2 separate regions of the Ovis aries genome follow, and region 1 is linked to region 2. The links are chromatin contacts, called in public Hi-C maps. All regions are on one chromosome and are shown on one strand. The core of a region is the stretch at or near the end of the contact, and the rest is flanking DNA. Distances in the headings are between cores, read along the strand shown.

What was found. Hi-C and Micro-C count contacts between places; a contact is called where the count stands out from the background.
Region 1: a contact with region 2 is called in a Hi-C map of hypothalamus, with 6 times the contacts expected there. The contact joins two enhancer-like sites. A contact is called at or near these places in 3 of 16 Hi-C or Micro-C datasets (blood, hypothalamus and tail adipose tissue).

The regions. Positions count from the first base shown.
Region 1 is chr1:210,672,534-210,675,233 of ARS-UI_Ramb_v3.0, reverse strand. All of the region lies in intron 1 of TBL1XR1 (TBL1X/Y related 1), which reads right to left. Among named protein-coding and RNA genes, the nearest start is that of TBL1XR1, 82 kb to the right of the region's middle. Within about 2 kb of position 1,418, at least 16 of the 54 cell types and tissues checked have an H3K27ac peak or open chromatin away from gene starts, as enhancers often do.
Region 2 is chr1:210,468,866-210,471,715 of ARS-UI_Ramb_v3.0, reverse strand. No RefSeq gene overlaps it. Among named protein-coding and RNA genes, the nearest start is that of TRNAE-UUC, 100 kb to the left of the region's middle. Within about 2 kb of position 1,590, at least 51 of the 54 cell types and tissues checked have an H3K27ac peak or open chromatin away from gene starts, as enhancers often do.

The DNA.
Region 1 (2,700 bases), core at 169-2,668, 200 kb before region 2:
GTTAGAGATCTGCCCTCCCACTTCAGGGGGGCACATGTTCAATCCTCAGTTGGGAAACTAATATCTTGCATGCCATGGTGCAGCAAATAAAATGCAAATAAAATAAATTAAAAAGCATGCAAACCACAACAAAAATTTTTTTTTTTTTTTAAGAAAATTGAAAAAAAAAAATGCAAGTAGGCTGAGAAAAATCAGGACTTTTCACAGGGAAGGGAGGTGCTGACGCCCACAATGCAGCAGAAGTAGGACGGTCAGAACTGGTTTGTATTTCAACTGAGAGCCGGTGAGATACTCAGGAAGCTGCTCTTACGTTTGCTCTGTATTCGGAAAATCATGTACGAAGATGTGTCTTGTCTTGATGTTATCAGCTTAGTGTTAGAAAGAGAACCTCATATCCACAAACTATAAATGACCTTCATGTTTCAATGAGTCTAATCTTTTCCTCTGTCTGAAATATCTGTTCTTACCTACATTTACTATGTATCATGAAGCTCTAATTCCTAGGATAGATACTAGGTGTCACAAATGACAGGTTTACGTAAATATTTAGCATTATATATAATATTATGAAAGCCGTCACAGAAGTCATCAAATGCAAAAGAGAAACTTCTTAATTGTTGCCCAGGGTCTGTTTATTTAAATTATTTTTCTTACAAGCATTCTTACAAAGTTAATACCAAGGAACTTCAAACTTTCTCAAGACACCGGATACTAAAAAAATGGAAAAAGGCCACTGAAATGGAATGCCTGATCACTTAAATCCTACTACAGTCTAGATAACAGACTCAATTTTTTAATATCCACCAAATGCTTATATTGTGCCTAGCACTACACATAACTTAACTACCCATCATCACCTTAAAATATTTTAGTTAAAAAGAACTAAACACAACTATGGATATAGACCAACATGTACTCAAATGACTAAGGGTCTCTGGTCTTGTTAGCCTTCCTCCCACTGTGTTCCATATTCTGTATTAGTGCAACAAGAAACTCAACTACAAAATCCTGGAAAAAATCAGAGTTATCTTTATAACTTGTACCTACTGTCATTTCTAAAACATAATTCTAGATCTCAAGGATGGGGGTGGCAGTGGTGGCAAGATTTGTGGAGGTCAGACTATGGCAACAAAATCTCACCTCTTCCTCAGAAGACGGGAAATAAGCCAGAAATTGTTTAAAGAATATTTTAAGGAAAACCAAAGAGGATGAAAATCTTTTGTGTGTGATTGTTCTACGGCCTTTTGATCTCAAGTCAAGGCTAACCAATCAGATGAAAAGAACTACCCTGATGATTCAGACTAGAGGAAATCCTAGACCTAAGCAGACCACAGCTGTAACCTGTTCACTCAAAGGCTGCAGGGCCGGAAAGCCCAGCAGGGTAGCAGCAGGCCAGATGTGTCAGCAGAACGCGCACTCCAGGAGCCGCTGTCTTTGCACTTCCTCCTAACCACCACCACATGACTGCTCAGGTGCAAGGGTACAAGACTCACAGGAGGCTGTGGAGGCCACCCTGGCTTGGAAACCTTAAGCTGGAACCAACATCCTCTTTTAAGGCTCTCATGGGTATAGCTTCCACGGGACCCAACCCGTCAAGGGGCACACTCAGAAGAATGTACCGCTTCCTCCTACCAGGTAGTCACTCCCACTCCAGATGCAACTCACAAATCAGGGACCATTTTCCCAGACCCCACACTGGTAATACCACCTTTATGTGCCCCATGAAACAGCTGAAAATTAAACCAAGGTCATTTATCCACAGAAAGAGAAAGGTTTGGTGAACCTTTTCGTCACAACACACTTGGGTCCTTATCCCTACTCTGCCTCTAGGATGCCAATGGTCTTGGGCCTGTAACTTAAACTTCTATGGGACTAATTCACCTTCTATACAAGCAATGACTGGGTTGAACTGTGAAACTGTCTGGAGTCTTTAAAAATAAATAAATAAACTAGGCTCACTGAAATACAGACTCTCAAAGGAAAGAAGGAAATACCTTTTGAGTTCTAAGAAATAAAGGCAACACAGATATAAAAACTAACCAGCTAAAAAAAAGTCTTATAGGGAATTCCCTGGCAGTCCAGTGGTTAGGACTCAGCACTTTCACTGCCATGGGCCCAGACAGGGAACTAAGATTCCATATGCTGCCCACGAGATGCAGCCTCCCAATTTCTTTTTTAATTTAAAATTTAAAATTAAAAAATATCTTATTAATAGCACAGAATGCTTGTTTTGATGATATGAAGGTTAAAGCAAAGCAATGTAGTTATATAGTTCACAAACTTGAGGTCCAGAGGTTCAGTATTTCTTACTAGAAGTAACAAAATAAATATTAAATTCTGCATTGTTTGCATACTCAGTATCATTTAAATCTCAAAACAAGCTTGTACAGTAGGTATTACTATCTCTATTTAAGAAACAAGTTAACTGGGGCTCAAAGGAATTATCAGACCAAGAACATCACCAATAAGAGGAAGAATAAGGTACATTAGGTGCTGGGTCTCTTATCAACTTCCTCTCTAGGTCTCTCAAGTTCTTTTTCAAAGCCTTTGCTTCCAAAGAGCTCTTATTCCAACATAACAAAGAATTTGTAATGAGAGTATCACTTTACTTAAGGGGAAGAAATCTATATCCATACTCTTACTGCTGTAGGCAGGATGGAATCAATACAATATGGATCTCGGGTACCCCCACCAGGGGAC
Region 2 (2,850 bases), core at 341-2,840:
TCAGAAAATGGTCACAGAGAAGGTTCCCAACATTATAACATTTTGCAGCTTTAGCCCCGGGGAGAAACTGACTTTTTCACTTCCAGTTTCAAAATTCTCCAAGGGGGCTTTTGATTGGACTAAAAGTGTCAGCTCTTCACTTTTGGACCACGTGCAAGGTGGCAGAGGAGAGGATTTGGGAAAAGGCCATGAACTCGCTTAGGTCAGAGGCACATTCCCCAGGGCACCCCAACCTTGGTAGTAAAGTGCCTCTTCCCAGGGTCCCCGTGGAGGGAGGGGGGCACTGAGGGTCAGTGGGCTCTAGAGAGCCCGGAGGGTAGGGGGAACAGCGGGCCCCACAGTCCAGCGAACCACCCTGGGACTCTGGCCCGACAGATGACACTGCTAGTGAAGGCAAAGGACTGGAATATTCGAAGGCTGGAGTCTCTTATGAAATCCGGCTTTCATTTAATCCTCCCAGCAGTGACTGCGGGGATTACTGCTTCCCGCTTTCCACGGATAAAGGATACAGAGAGGTTAAGCACTCTGTCTACACGCACACAGCTAATAAGGGGTAGAACAGGACTGGGAACCAGGGGGCCCGCCTGGGGCTTCCATGAACAAACCTGATGGGGCAGGGAACGCGGGGAGAGGCAGGCTGGAGCTCTGAGGAGGAGCAGTCTGGCCCTGGGGCGTTGGGTTGAAGTTCTGCGGACGTGGACTTCTGGGAGGGTTTCAGCAGGTCGAGGAGAGGGACTGAGGGAGCTGCGCCAGCAGGCAGCGGTCTAGGTGCCTAGTCCCATAGATGCCCCCAGCGAAGCTGGGTGCGCGGGAGGGCGGAGGGCCAGCAGGAGCTGCTAGGCCCGAAAGGGAGGCAGAGGCCTGGTGGGGAAGGCCACGCCCCAGCCTGGAGTGCTTATCCCCAGATCCCGGCCTCCAAATGCAATTCCATTTAAGGGCAGCCTGGCCCGGTTCACACCTAGCCTTGAAGATGACTGGGCGCCCTGTGGTCGGTTTGCTGGGTGAGAACAGGAACCTACAATCCGGCACCTGCACTCCCAGCGCCATAAAGGAAGCCAGTCACATCCCATAAAATGTCACCACCGCTGAGGTGCAATTTCCAAGGGGATCTCTAGCAGAGGGCAATACTCTGCGGCCGGCGACCGTCACATCTGCGAATTCACCGCAGCTGGGGCGGCAGGCTCTGGTGCAGGGCAGGGGAAGGGCAGGGGCCCCCTTTCTAGCCCTCTGCTCCCCGTTTTGTAAGGCGGCTCGGCCACGTGGTGAAAGCTGCCGGAGGAGAGGGGGAGGGTGGTGGTTGTCAAGGGGGGTGGCCTGAGCGATTTCTGCCGGAGGGGTGTTTGACCAAACGCAAAGAGCTCGGGAGCGGGAGCCCGGAGCCGTGCCCGGGCTGGGCCGCGGACACCGACGCCGCCTTGGCGGAGCCTGAGCGCTGAGCCGCTGCCGCCCCTCCCCCCGGCCTGGTCCGCGAGCTCATTTTCGCTTGGCCGGTCCCCGCGCTGCCGGATGGATCGCGCCCCACCCCCGCTCCTCTGCTCAGTCATTCAGACTTGGAAAGTCAATAACACGCTGACATCATCAGGGGTTTGTGTATTATTACACGGCTACTTTCCAGAGTACCTGGCATTATCTAAGAGAGGAGCACTCCGGCTGCCCCAGGGAGGGCCTGAGACGCGGGCCTGGGGAGGGGCGACTACCCACGCCAGGCCTTTTCCTCCTTGGGAGCATCTTCAGGGCACCGATTAGAAACAGATTATGAGCTTTTGCTGCGCTAAATGCAGAGGCACTTTAGTTATCGATACAGGCTTCATGTTGGCTGGGGGTGTACTTAATCATTCCTAAGTGACCTCTATTTCTACCAAAGACATCCACTTGGTCTTTAGGAAGCATTTTTAGTGATCCTCACAAAGGAAAAAAAGGCATCTTTTATGACAGGAAGCCAAAGGCTGATTCTTTTGAGACTCTGGGGGTTTGTGTGCGCGAATCTCTATTATGTAATCGCCATCACGGGTGATTAGGTCTTCTCTTTCCCTCCAGGGTTGGCTCGGGTGGTTTGGTTGCTGTGTTTTTCTTAAGCCTCATGCAGAGCAAACACATACATAAAAAACATGTCCCAGATTTACGGTGCAAAACTACTTTCCAAGCAAACTGCCTTAGAAGAGTGTCTCATTTTGAAGGAGGGAAATGATGAATTTGTTGTTAATGAAGACTCCTTATCTTACTACTCTGGCATTTCCTTTTCCTAGAATGAGCTTTTAAGAATCATTTAATGTAGTTTAGATATTCTCTCCCCTCCCTCCTGTTGTAGCGGTCCTTATAATGGCTTAAATAACGAATTGTATAATTACTGCACTTTGTTCTGTGGATACACACACAAACACCACCCAGTTAAAATATGTAAAACTTACACAACATGGTACCTTTTCTGTTTCCTCAAACAGGCTCTTCTCTTCCACACACAGGGCTAATCCTATTTAAATTTTCTTAAATTTTAAATTGCAAAAAATGGCAACCAGCGGGGAACTGGCTATCTGGAGACTTAGAAGGGGAGTGCAGTTCTTCCCAGCCGGATCACATCCCTCTGTACCCTTGGCTGGGACTGATCACTTACTGATATGAAGTACATTGGAGCTGCCTGGGGACTGCGGAGGAAGCAAAGCAGCCACGTTTCTCAGCAGTGTAGCGCTTTGCCTCTGTGCACTTGATCATTTCAGGAGAACTTGTAGTGGATCATGACCACTTCCCTCTAGACAGTTTGAGGGAAAAATTTCCCTACAACGTGTGCACTTCTAAAATCGCCTCCACAGGCTTGCCCTACAGCTCTCCCGCCCCCACCTACAATTTTGCGCT